Linked DNA regions of Oryctolagus cuniculus: region 2 is linked to region 1. A link is a contact called in public Micro-C data. All regions are on one chromosome and are shown on one strand. Each heading gives the region's core, a stretch centred on a gene start, on an enhancer-like site or on the middle of the called end of the contact. The rest is flanking DNA. Distances are from core to core; before and after follow the strand shown.

Evidence for each region. A called contact is a pair of places that touch in the nucleus more often than the background predicts.
Region 2: a contact with region 1 is called in a Micro-C map of ear pinna, with 2.9 times the contacts expected there. The contact joins the promoter of GSTM4 here to the promoter of GSTM3 in region 1. A contact is called at or near these places in 3 of 6 Hi-C or Micro-C datasets (ear pinna, psoas muscle and an unstated tissue).

Annotation. Positions count from the first base shown.
Region 1 is chr7:60,563,887-60,569,065 of mOryCun1.1, forward strand. GSTM3 (glutathione S-transferase mu 3) reads left to right here and starts at 1,918. Exons shown (of 8, transcript XM_002715792.5): 1 at 1,918-2,126; 2 at 2,465-2,540; 3 at 2,843-2,907; 4 at 3,753-3,834; 5 at 3,928-4,028; 6 at 4,383-4,478; 7 at 4,568-4,678; 8 at 4,957-5,156. The coding sequence starts at 2,079. The coding sequence ends at 5,055.
Region 2 is chr7:60,755,773-60,760,765 of mOryCun1.1, forward strand. It overlaps GSTM4 (glutathione S-transferase mu 4), which reads right to left and starts at 3,150. Exons shown (of 8, transcript XM_002715799.5): 1 at 2,998-3,150; 2 at 2,623-2,698; 3 at 2,190-2,254; 4 at 1,805-1,886; 5 at 1,613-1,713; 6 at 1-59. The coding sequence starts at 3,033.

The DNA of each region.
Region 1 (5,179 bases), core at 668-3,167:
GCCCGCAGCCTCCTGCTCGGTCAAGGCCACCCACACTGCTAGATTCCACTGTTAATTTTCAGTGTCCACGTTATCTGACCTCTCTGCCACGCGGGAGGTGGTTGCTCACTCCCTCCTCCAAACACCTGCAAGTGCTTTCCCGGGTTCTCCCACTTGCCAGTTCTTTCCGGTTCTCTTGGCCACCCCAGCCCGCAGCCCTGCCTCTTCCCTGCCACTCTCGCTCCCATGGCGCTCTTGTCTGTGCCGTGCTGACTCCCCTCTGCCTGGAGCTTCCCCGGTCTCCTGCGGCCACGGTGGCCCCCACGACAGAGTGGTTGGATGTTTCATCTCCTGCACATCTTTGCTTAAAGGTCAGCATCCCAGGGACGCCTTCCATGAACACACTTTTTAGAACACAAATCCCCTTCCTGCTGGGGCTCCACCAACTCCCACCCTAACACCCTTCCTCTCTCATCTCTGCCTTATTTCTCTCTCCACGGGATGTGGACCACTTGCTGACTTACAACATATTCATTTATTTCTGCATCTTTCCATTAGAATGTCACCTTCTTGAGGGCAGGGATTTGGGGCCGCTGATTTCAACTTTGTAATCAGTGCCTGCCCTAACAGGCATGTTCATACACATTGTTGGGGGGCTGTTTGCAGGGGCAAATGAAACATGACAGCCTCGTCCCTCCTCCAATCCATCGTGCACAAAGAAGCTAGATTAATTTCCCGGATGCAGAGTCTGACAGTATCACTCACTTCAGCAGCGTATCCAAACCTGTGTTGTCCAATATAGCAGCTACAAGCCACATGTGGCCACTGAGCAAGTGAAATGTGGGTAGAATGACTCAAGATGTGTTTTAAAAAAGCAATGGAAGGGGGCTGGTGTTGTGCTGTAGTGGGTAAAACCGTCGCCTGCAGTGCTGGCATCCCATATGGGCACTGGTTCGAGTCCCGGCTGCTCCACTTCTGATCGAGCTCTCTGCTATGTCGTGCGCTCTCTCTCTCTCTGCCTCTCCTTCTCTCTGTGTAACTCTGACTTTCAAGTAAATAAATAAATCTTGAAAAAAAAAAAGCAGCGGAAGAATATCTCAGTCCTACTTATATTAGTGACAGGCTGAGATTGTCCTATTTGGGGAATATACAGACTTAAAAGAAAATCTGCTATTCAAATCGATTCACCTGTTTCTTTTTACTAGAAACAGAATTTTTAAGTCCTATGTGTGGCCTGCATTCTATTTCTGTCAGATAGGGGGAGATCCAAAAACTCCCTGTAGAGCAGAGGAAAAACATCCGAACCCCACCCCCTCCCCGGCAGTCCGAGTCCTGGGCCACCCGGCCCCACAGCTGTGTCTCTCCCTGCGCCCCATCATAGCCTCGTGCATCTGCAGGACTTGCCGCCCCCCCACCCCTAACCAGTGTTCCGCCTTCCTCCTGCCTGGAACTGCACTCCTAGTGTCCAGAGCTTATCCCTTCCCAGTGGCCTTGCTCCGACGCCCACCTCCTCCCTGTGACCCTCTTAGAACCACCTGTGCTGCCCAGAAGAGCTCTCTCGCTCCACAGTACTTGAGGTCGACGCCCGCTGCCTCGAATGCTTCCTACCTGTCATTAACGGGTTTCTGGTCCTCATCCTCTTCTTCCCCTGCCCCCTTCACCCCAAAGACTGGCTGGCAGTCCGACTCTGGGGGACTGCCCCAGCCCTCCCATCCCACTCCATTCTCCTGCCTGGTAAATAAGGTAAGTATGGTATGGATTTCACCTTCCATGGTCATGTCCCTAGGGTCCCTACTGCCTAGGTGTTGGTGCACTTCCCGCCTTGACTGGCACTTTTAATGGATTAAGCGTGGAGTCTCAACGCCGCGCTCACCCGCACTCCCACGGGGTTCTTGGGGTCGCCCGGCCCCGAACTCCAGGACCCACAGAAGTCGCGCATGCGCGTGGCCCCGCTGGCGCGCGGAGAGGGCGCTCGAGGGCGGAGGGGCGAAGACAAGGAGCTCACGTTGACCCCACCCACTTACGTCGACTATAAACCCTCTCTGCCTGCCGGCCGCCGGTCGTCAAAGATTCGCTGGCGTCGAAGTGGCGGGCTCACCATGTCGTCCACGTCATCTATGCTTCTCGGCTACTGGGATATCCGGGGGGTGAGTGCCGTGGCAGCGGCCGGCCGAGCGTCTCTGCGGGTCCGCGACCTCCGCCAGAAGCCGCCCTCCTCCGGAGCCCGTCAGCGCGGGGCGGCGCAAGAAGCCGCGGCCGAGCCGCCGGGCCCCCCGGCCCGCCCCTGCCATGCCTCTCGCCTCGCTCGGCCCCGCGGGGAGCTGCGGGGGGCTGCGGGCCGCCGGGGCCGCGCTTGGGGACCGCTTAACGACCGCCCGGGCGGCATGCAGGGGCCCCGCAGCCCGGGGCCGGGGGACGTTGGCGGGCGGGGGTTGGGAGCCGGTGGCGGCCGCGCAGGCGCCGACTCTGGGCTGTCTTCCCCCAGCTGGCGCACGCCATCCGCCTGCTGCTGGAGTTCACTGATACTTGCTACGAGGAGAAACGGTACACGTGCGGCGAAGGTAATGTTGCCCGGAGCTGGCCCTCCACCTGCCCGCTGTGCCCAGAGAGTGGCATCCCGCCGAGGTCCCACGGGACGTCCCCCCACCCCCGAAACCCGGGGAGCCCTGCTGTGCCCTGTGGGAGGAGAGCCGCATCCTCTGCCCGAACCCCGCCTAAATGCTTAACCAGATGGGCCCCAGACACGAAATGGTTAAGCCTTGGGAATTTGAGGTAAAGAAACTAAGCCATTTCTTTGGCTCTTTGCACTCCTCGTTAGGCAGGGTATTCAGGAGGTTGGGCCCCTAACGTCTCTCTCTTACAGCTCCTGACTATGATCGAAGCCAATGGCTGGATGTGAAATTCAAGCTCGATCTGGACTTTCCCAATGTAGGTGGCTTTAGGGGGAGAGGGAGCAGAGGGAAGGCCTGGACGGGTATCCATCCCCGCGGCTTCTTCCTGCTCCGAGGGGCAGGGTCATAGGGGCATTTAACCTGGATGGATAAGACTCAAGGGTTCTTGAACTGCAGAGAGAAAATAAAATGTTTTCCTTTCCACTAACAAGTTAGCATCTCCTGTGGTGAAGTGATGTCAGTTATTAACCATGACTGTGTTTGTCACTGGTAGGGATCAAGTCTCCATATTCCATTAAATGTGCTGTGGGCATCTTTACTGTTATTTATATTCGCGACTTTGAAAGTGTGGTCACTCTTACTTCTGCTGGGCCACACATATTCACATTTTACTGTGAGGATATCTCAAAAAGTCCATGCAAGCAAATTAAAAGATAGGTTTATTTTGGTGCAAAAATGTTGAAATCCATGCAAAAATTGATGGAAAATATCAAAAAGTATGCATGAATTTCAAGATTTTTTTGCACTAAAATAAACTTTTCTTGTATTTCCATTAATCCAGAAACTTTTTGAAGTACCCTCCTATCATAATTTTGCTTTAAAATGTCTTATACCTGTGTAAATACATGAATTGGCTTTATGGTTTTGGAAAGCTTATTCTGAGAAAGGTGCTATGGCCTGCACACACATGCACACACACGAGCCTAAGGATCCTTGCTAGACTCAGCTCAGCACCCAGCTGCCACCGGATTTTCTTCTTTCTCGCACCATGACACCTTTTCTCTCCTATTCACTGCCTTGCAAGCTCCCTCTCCCCCAGGAGAGAGGTGGGGAGGCACAAGAGATGTAGGTTGCTCACTTGGCCTGTCCTTGCCCTTCCAGCTGCCCTACCTCATGGATGGGAATAACAAGATCACCCAGAGCAATGCCATCCTGCGTTACATCGCTCGCAAACACAACATGTGTGAGTGCGGTAGGCCTGGTAAGGGAGAGCAGGCGATTTGCTCACCTGGGGGTGTCTGATCCCAAGGGTGCATTGTTGTCATTTGGCCTGCAGGTGGTGATACTGAAGAAGAAAAGATTCGAGTGGACATCATGGAGAACCAAATAATGGATTTCCGTATGCAGCTGGTGCGGCTCTGCTACAACTCTGACCACGTGAGTTTCCTGAGCCACGCTGGCTGAATGTGGAGCATCAGGAAGAGGAGTATTTAGGAACCCAAGAGTTACTTCTACTCCATTCTGCTACTGCTGCCTTCCCACCAGCCCCTGCAAAAATAAGAAGCAGATCTCCTTATTTTTTGGTTTTGCCATATAATTCTGCTGTTAGCCCCCTCCTTGCTTTCCTAACCCCTTCTTTCTCTACCACCACCCCTAAGTAAAGGCAGTGAGAGGGGGCTCCCAGGTGTCTACCCACGGCCTGCGCCGTGCTCAGCTGTGACGCTAACAGCCGTCCTGTCTGTGAAGGGGGTAACAGCGCTCCTTGCTCTCTTTGCATCTCTCTTTTCCCAGGAAAAAATGAAGCCTCAGTACTTGGAACAGCTACCTGGGCAGCTGAAGCAATTCTCCCTCTTCCTGGGGAAATACTCGTGGTTTGCAGGAGAAAAGGTGCGGAGAAGGGAAAGAAGAGGGAACCGCACTGTGTCTGCAGTGTCGATGAACTCCCCAAATCTGACCGTCTTACTGTCTCCTTCTAGCTCACCTTCGTGGATTTTCTCACCTATGACGTCTTAGATCAGAACCGGATGTTTGAGCCCAAGTGCCTGGATGAGTTTCCGAACCTGAAGGCCTTTATGTGCCGTTTTGAGGTGATGCTCTCTGATAACCCCATTCTTACAAAAACATGTGCCCACCCGCGGGTCCCAACAGACCCCACTATGAGAGATCCTGCCCACCACCAGCTTTTACCCGCAGGGATCTGCGGTTGGACACCTGTAGACCTTTGAGTCTTGGGAAAGTCCTGATATCTGCACCCCAGAGGCATTGGCTGCAAGACACGGGAAGGTGGAGACAGGCCGCCTGTGGACGTGGCGGGCTGTTTGGCTGGGCTGGGTTCTTGACAAGGGTTCGTGTGCTTTCCCATCAGGCTTTGGAGAAGATTGCGGCCTACATGCAGTCTGACCGCTTCTTCAAGATGCCCATCAATAACAAGATGGCCAAGTGGGGCAACCGAAGTCTGTGCTGAGCAGGGCGCACCGATCGCTGCGTGCTGTCTCCCCACTCCCGTGTCCAGGGGGCCTGCAGTCCATTTTCTCTGCTCTTTTTAATAAATTGTGCTTAAACTGGTGTCCAGCTGGCTTTCTCTTGGG
Region 2 (4,993 bases), core at 1,900-4,399, 190 kb after region 1:
TGCGAGAAGTGCTTCATGGTCTCCGGGAGCCCCTTCAGGTATTCGGGCTTCAGCTTCTCCTGAGACAGAAATCAGCTGTCAGCGCCGGCAGAGCTGCCCAGCAGGAGGCGTGGCCCCGCTGAGACTGGCACTGGCACTTTGATTTCATTCAGTGGCATTTACCAGAATTCTAATGGGTACCGGACCCCATCACTAAGAGGCAGGCAAAGAGGACTCCAAACACTGACGCTCACTCTGTCACCACTGATGTCCAAACAACCTCCTGTGGGACAAACCTATGAGTGACAGGAGGACCTACCAGGCTCTGGACCCTGACATCGGGCAAAAGGAGAGAAAGAAACAAAGAAAATAGTTCAAGGAATGAAGTCAAAAGTTCCAGGGGCCGGCACTGTGGTGTAGTGGGTAAAGCCGCCGCCAGCAGTGCCAGCATCCCATATGGGCACCAGTTCGCATCCCGGCTGCTCCACTTCCTAGCCAGCTCTCTGCTATGGCCTGGGAAAGCAGTAGAAGATGACCCAAGCCCTTGGGCCCCGCACCCACATGGGAGACCAGGAAGAAGCTCCTGGCTCCTGGCTTCGGATTGGTGTAGCTCCGGCCATTGTGGCCAACTGGGGAGTGAACCATCGGATGGAAAACCTCTTTCTCTCTCTCTGCCTCTCCTTCTCTCTCTGTGTAACTCTGACTTTCAAGTAAAATAAATAAATCTTTAAAATAAAAAGTTCTAGACAGGGGCTGGAACAGTGGCATAGTGGGTAAAGCCGCCACGTGTAGTGCTGCCATTCCATATGAGCGTCGGTTCACATCCCAGCTGCTCCACTTCCGATCCCGCTCTCTGCTATGGCCTGGGAAAGCAGTAGAAAGATGGCCCAAGTCCTTAGACCCTTGCATCTGCGTGGGAGACCCGGAAGAAGCTCCTGGCTCCTGGCTTTGGATCAGCACAGCTCCGGCCATCGCAGCCAATTGGGGAGAGAACCAGTGGATGAAAGACCTTTCTCTCTGTGTGTGTCTCTCTCTCTGACACTTCCTCTCAAATAGATAAATAAAATATTTAAAAGAAAGAAAAAAGTTCTAGACAGCAGGGTAGCATGTTATGGACATTTGACTGTCTGGAAGTTGTGGAGAGTTCGAGGGTGAGTAGGAGGAGGAACAAAGGCCCTGTGGTTGAACCTGAGCTCCCAAGGTGTCCTGAATCACGCTGGTGGGGAAGCAGTTGGGCAAAGTTCAAAGTGAGGGCGTCCGTGGAGTTTCCCACCTTGCACACCTTTTTCTCATGGACAGGAGCCCACAGGTGGCAGAAAGCAGCTGGGAGAGAGACGGCCCCTGGTGGATGTCACATGTCAGGGTGAGGAGCGCTCTGGATACACGACTTTACTCCCTAGGGACTGAGTGTCCCGGCTGGGGAGGCTGGACTCTGCCCTACGCTGGTTGGGAATGACTCGGGAGTTTTCACTTGGGGTGAGGTCACTGGCAGCAACACAGAAACCACTGGGAGGATAAGTAGCTCCAAAAAGTGCAAAGGAGAAACAGGATCCCCGTACATGGGAATTCCAGAGCTCTGACCCCGCATCCAACGCTGCCCAGCTGAGCCCCTGGAGCATAGCAGATGACTCACGAAGTCTGGGCTGTAGCAGACTTCAGCCAGCTGATTGGAAACGTCCATAGCCTGGTTCTCCAGAATGTCCACGCGAATCCTCTCCTCTTCCGTCTCCCCACCTGCAGCCCACACCACAGAGACCTAAGTGTCCCGGCCCAGCCACACCCAGGGGACGCCCCCCGCCCCCGCCCTACAGCCAGCCCCACTCACACAGGCCATGCTTGCGGGCCAGGTAGCGCATGATGGCGTTGCTCTGCGTGAGCTTGTGAGTCCCATCAATTAGGTAGGGCAGCTGCGTGGTGACCAGGGCAGTCAGCTGGGCTCCCGGGCTCCCAGCATCCCCTTCCCCGAGCAGGGGCAGACGGGACACCTGGCACCCTCTGTGCCTGGCCCATGGCAGGCTCTAAGCACACACTCTGTGCAGTGAGTGAGTGAGCTATGATACAGAACATCACGGAAAAGCACTGTAGAGAACCAGGGTGACAGTGGTGAGCACAAGGCCCTGACCTCAAACCTCCAAGCTGGGGAAGGAGACGGAGGCTCAGACACCTTGCACCTCCCCCATCCCATCCCCAAATCCGTCCCCTGCACCTACATTGGGAAAGTCCAGGCCCAGCTTGAATTTCTCACTCAGCCACTGGCTTCTGTCATAGTCGGGAGCTGTGGATTAAACAAAGTGAGAGCAAAACCTCCCCAGTGTGCAGCCCTCTCCTCCAGGACCCTCCCCCAAGACAGGCATCTGGGATCTGAACCACTGGGTGTCATATCCAGGTCTGGGGGAAAGAGTGAAGGTATGGGCCCTGGACTCTGCATGCAACAGGCTTCTAAAAGGTGTGGGGACGTCCAAGTAAGACCTCAACCCAATCACAGCCACAGGGGTGTCCAGCTCCCCCACCCTGCGCCCTGCCTTGGGCAGGCTCAGCTCCAGCAGGTGGGGGCTGCAGAGGCCAGCAACAGGTGGTCACACATAGGTTGCTCTGTGTCAGTCAGCAGGGGCAGGGTGGAGGTCAGAGTAGGCGGAGCATTACCGTCCCCCATCGTGTATCTCTTTTCCTCATAGCTGGTGTCCGTGTATTCCAGGAGCAGGCGGATGGCGTGGGCCAGCTGTGGAAATACCCCGAGGGCAGAGGTCAGAGAGGAAGCCTGACTGCTGACCTCATCTCCTCAAAGTGAACCCCCGTTTATTTCCTAGTGCCCCGCTACGCGCGCGCGCGAACACACACACACTCCCCAGCGTCCCGCTACACACACGGGCACACACACACACACACACACACACACACACACGTAGGCTTCCCACGTCCTACTAGAACCACGGCCTAGAATCGGCCCAGCTGCTCAGCGTCCTACTCCGGCCCCGTGCCCCCGTGCCCCGTGCCCCGCCGGGCGGACCCCTCGCTCACGCCGCGTATGTCCCAGTAACCCAGGGTCAGGGGCATTGCGCTGGTGCTGCGGGCTCAGCCAACAGGTCTCAGCGGCACACGCCGCGGACTTTATCCGGGTACACAGCGAGGGCGGGGGCGGGGCTGGCGATCGCCCCGCCCCCTCTCATGCTTTCTCCAGTCCTGGGCCCCGGAGCGCGGACTTCAGCCCCACCCACAGGAAGGAGGAAGATCCGAATCTGCGCTCAGCACTCCGGGTGCGCAGAGGCCGATGCACGGCCCCGGAATTGGCAGTGCCCTCGGTGTATGAGCCCGGCCTTGAAACAGCAACGCGGTCCTCTGCTTCCTCTGCTGGCATTGGCATCGCTCGGGCTGCCGAGCTCCTGCTGGCCCTGGGAGGCCCGGGCCACGCGGGTCCCTTTCGGTGCGCTTCATTGGGCGATTTTCGTCACGGTTTGAACGTCACAGGGCGTGCGGCGTAGACCTGGATGGTATGGTTCAGTCGTGTGTATGTGGCTTCTTCATGCCATCAGGAGGCAACAAACATGAGACGTGTGGGGCTGCTGCCAGAGTCGGAGGGCCTGGTACTGTATTGTGCACAGAAGTAGCATACTCGGAAATAGCCGTGATGCTATATACACGCATACAGTAACCCAGCCGCACGGTCGCTATCATGGCCCTGTGTTCTGCACTCACAGGGCCCGGCTGGGGGCACGGGCTGGCATCACCGCCCCAACGAGAGCAGGCATTGCACCGCCGTGCCGTAGAGGCCGCACCATCAACTAGGGAATGTTTCGGCTCCACTGTCCTGTGCTGGGACCCCCTACGTGCATGGAGTCCTTTGTTGATCTCACGTGGCACTGACTATGCTTATAGTTGTCGCCATACATTAAGGGTTTGTCATTCTGAGTTTGGAGAGTTCGAATTTCTAGATCCAATCGAGAAAAATCATTATTTTTAAAGCTAACATTAACTAAAATGATTTTGAAAGATATAAAGAAAGGTAGTTACAATAGTATTTCATCCTGCTGGATATTGAAAAAAAACAAGTGTTGAGATCCTACCATATACTAGGCTCCATGGACGGAGAAGAATCCTTCAAGAGATAACAGTTTGGATATTAAGGACTAGAAGTCAGGTGGGGACCACAGGGAGAGATTTGCGAAACATGGAAGACATCGTGGTGTTTTTAAACACTGAGAGGCAGCGGAGAAGGAGAGAGGTTGAGTGAAGGAGAAAGAAGCAAATGCTGGTTTTAAACCTTTAGAAACGGTGCACTTACCAGCGTTTACCTGAGCAGCACTCAGGGTCAAGAGCGGTTCGGAAAGCTCCGTCCAGCAGAGTGGGCAGGCAGTATTCACACACAGGACAGGGGGTGGCTGCAAACAGCTTACTGGCTGCAGCTCAGCATTGCCTCTTAGGAACGTAGTCTGATCACTTGGAAGCCTGCGACTGTGACTGGCTGAGCCCCAGCTACCTGCTCCATAATACACCCTGGGTCGGGTTAGGGTTTGTGGGGCTAAGTTTTGTTGCAGTTTGCCATGTTAGGAGGCAGCTTGAAGCCAAACAGTGGCCAGGAGCAAGACTCTGAGGACCTGGGGCCCCGGGCACAGCTGCCCTTTCCGGAGGATGGCACTCTGAGGAAGGAGGGAGGATTGCACCTGCAGGTTCCCAAAAACAAGGCCACGGGGCCAGGAGGATCAGGGCAGTGAAGTGGGCTGCTGAGAGGCAACAGGGAGCAGTGGGGATTAGGGAAACTGGAAAGTGGCTTTTTTTAAATTTATTTGTTTATTCATTTGAAAGGCGGAGTTCCAAGTGGGGGGTGTGAATCTTCCATCTTCTGGCTCACTCCCCAAATGGCTGCAACAGCCAGGGCTGGGCCAGACCAAAGCCAGGAGCCAGAACTCTATCTGGATCTCCCTCATGGGTGCCAAGGACTCAAGTCCTTGGGCCATCCTCTGCTGCCCCTCAGGGGACACATCAGAAGGAAGCTGGATCAGAAGCAGAGGCCCAAAAC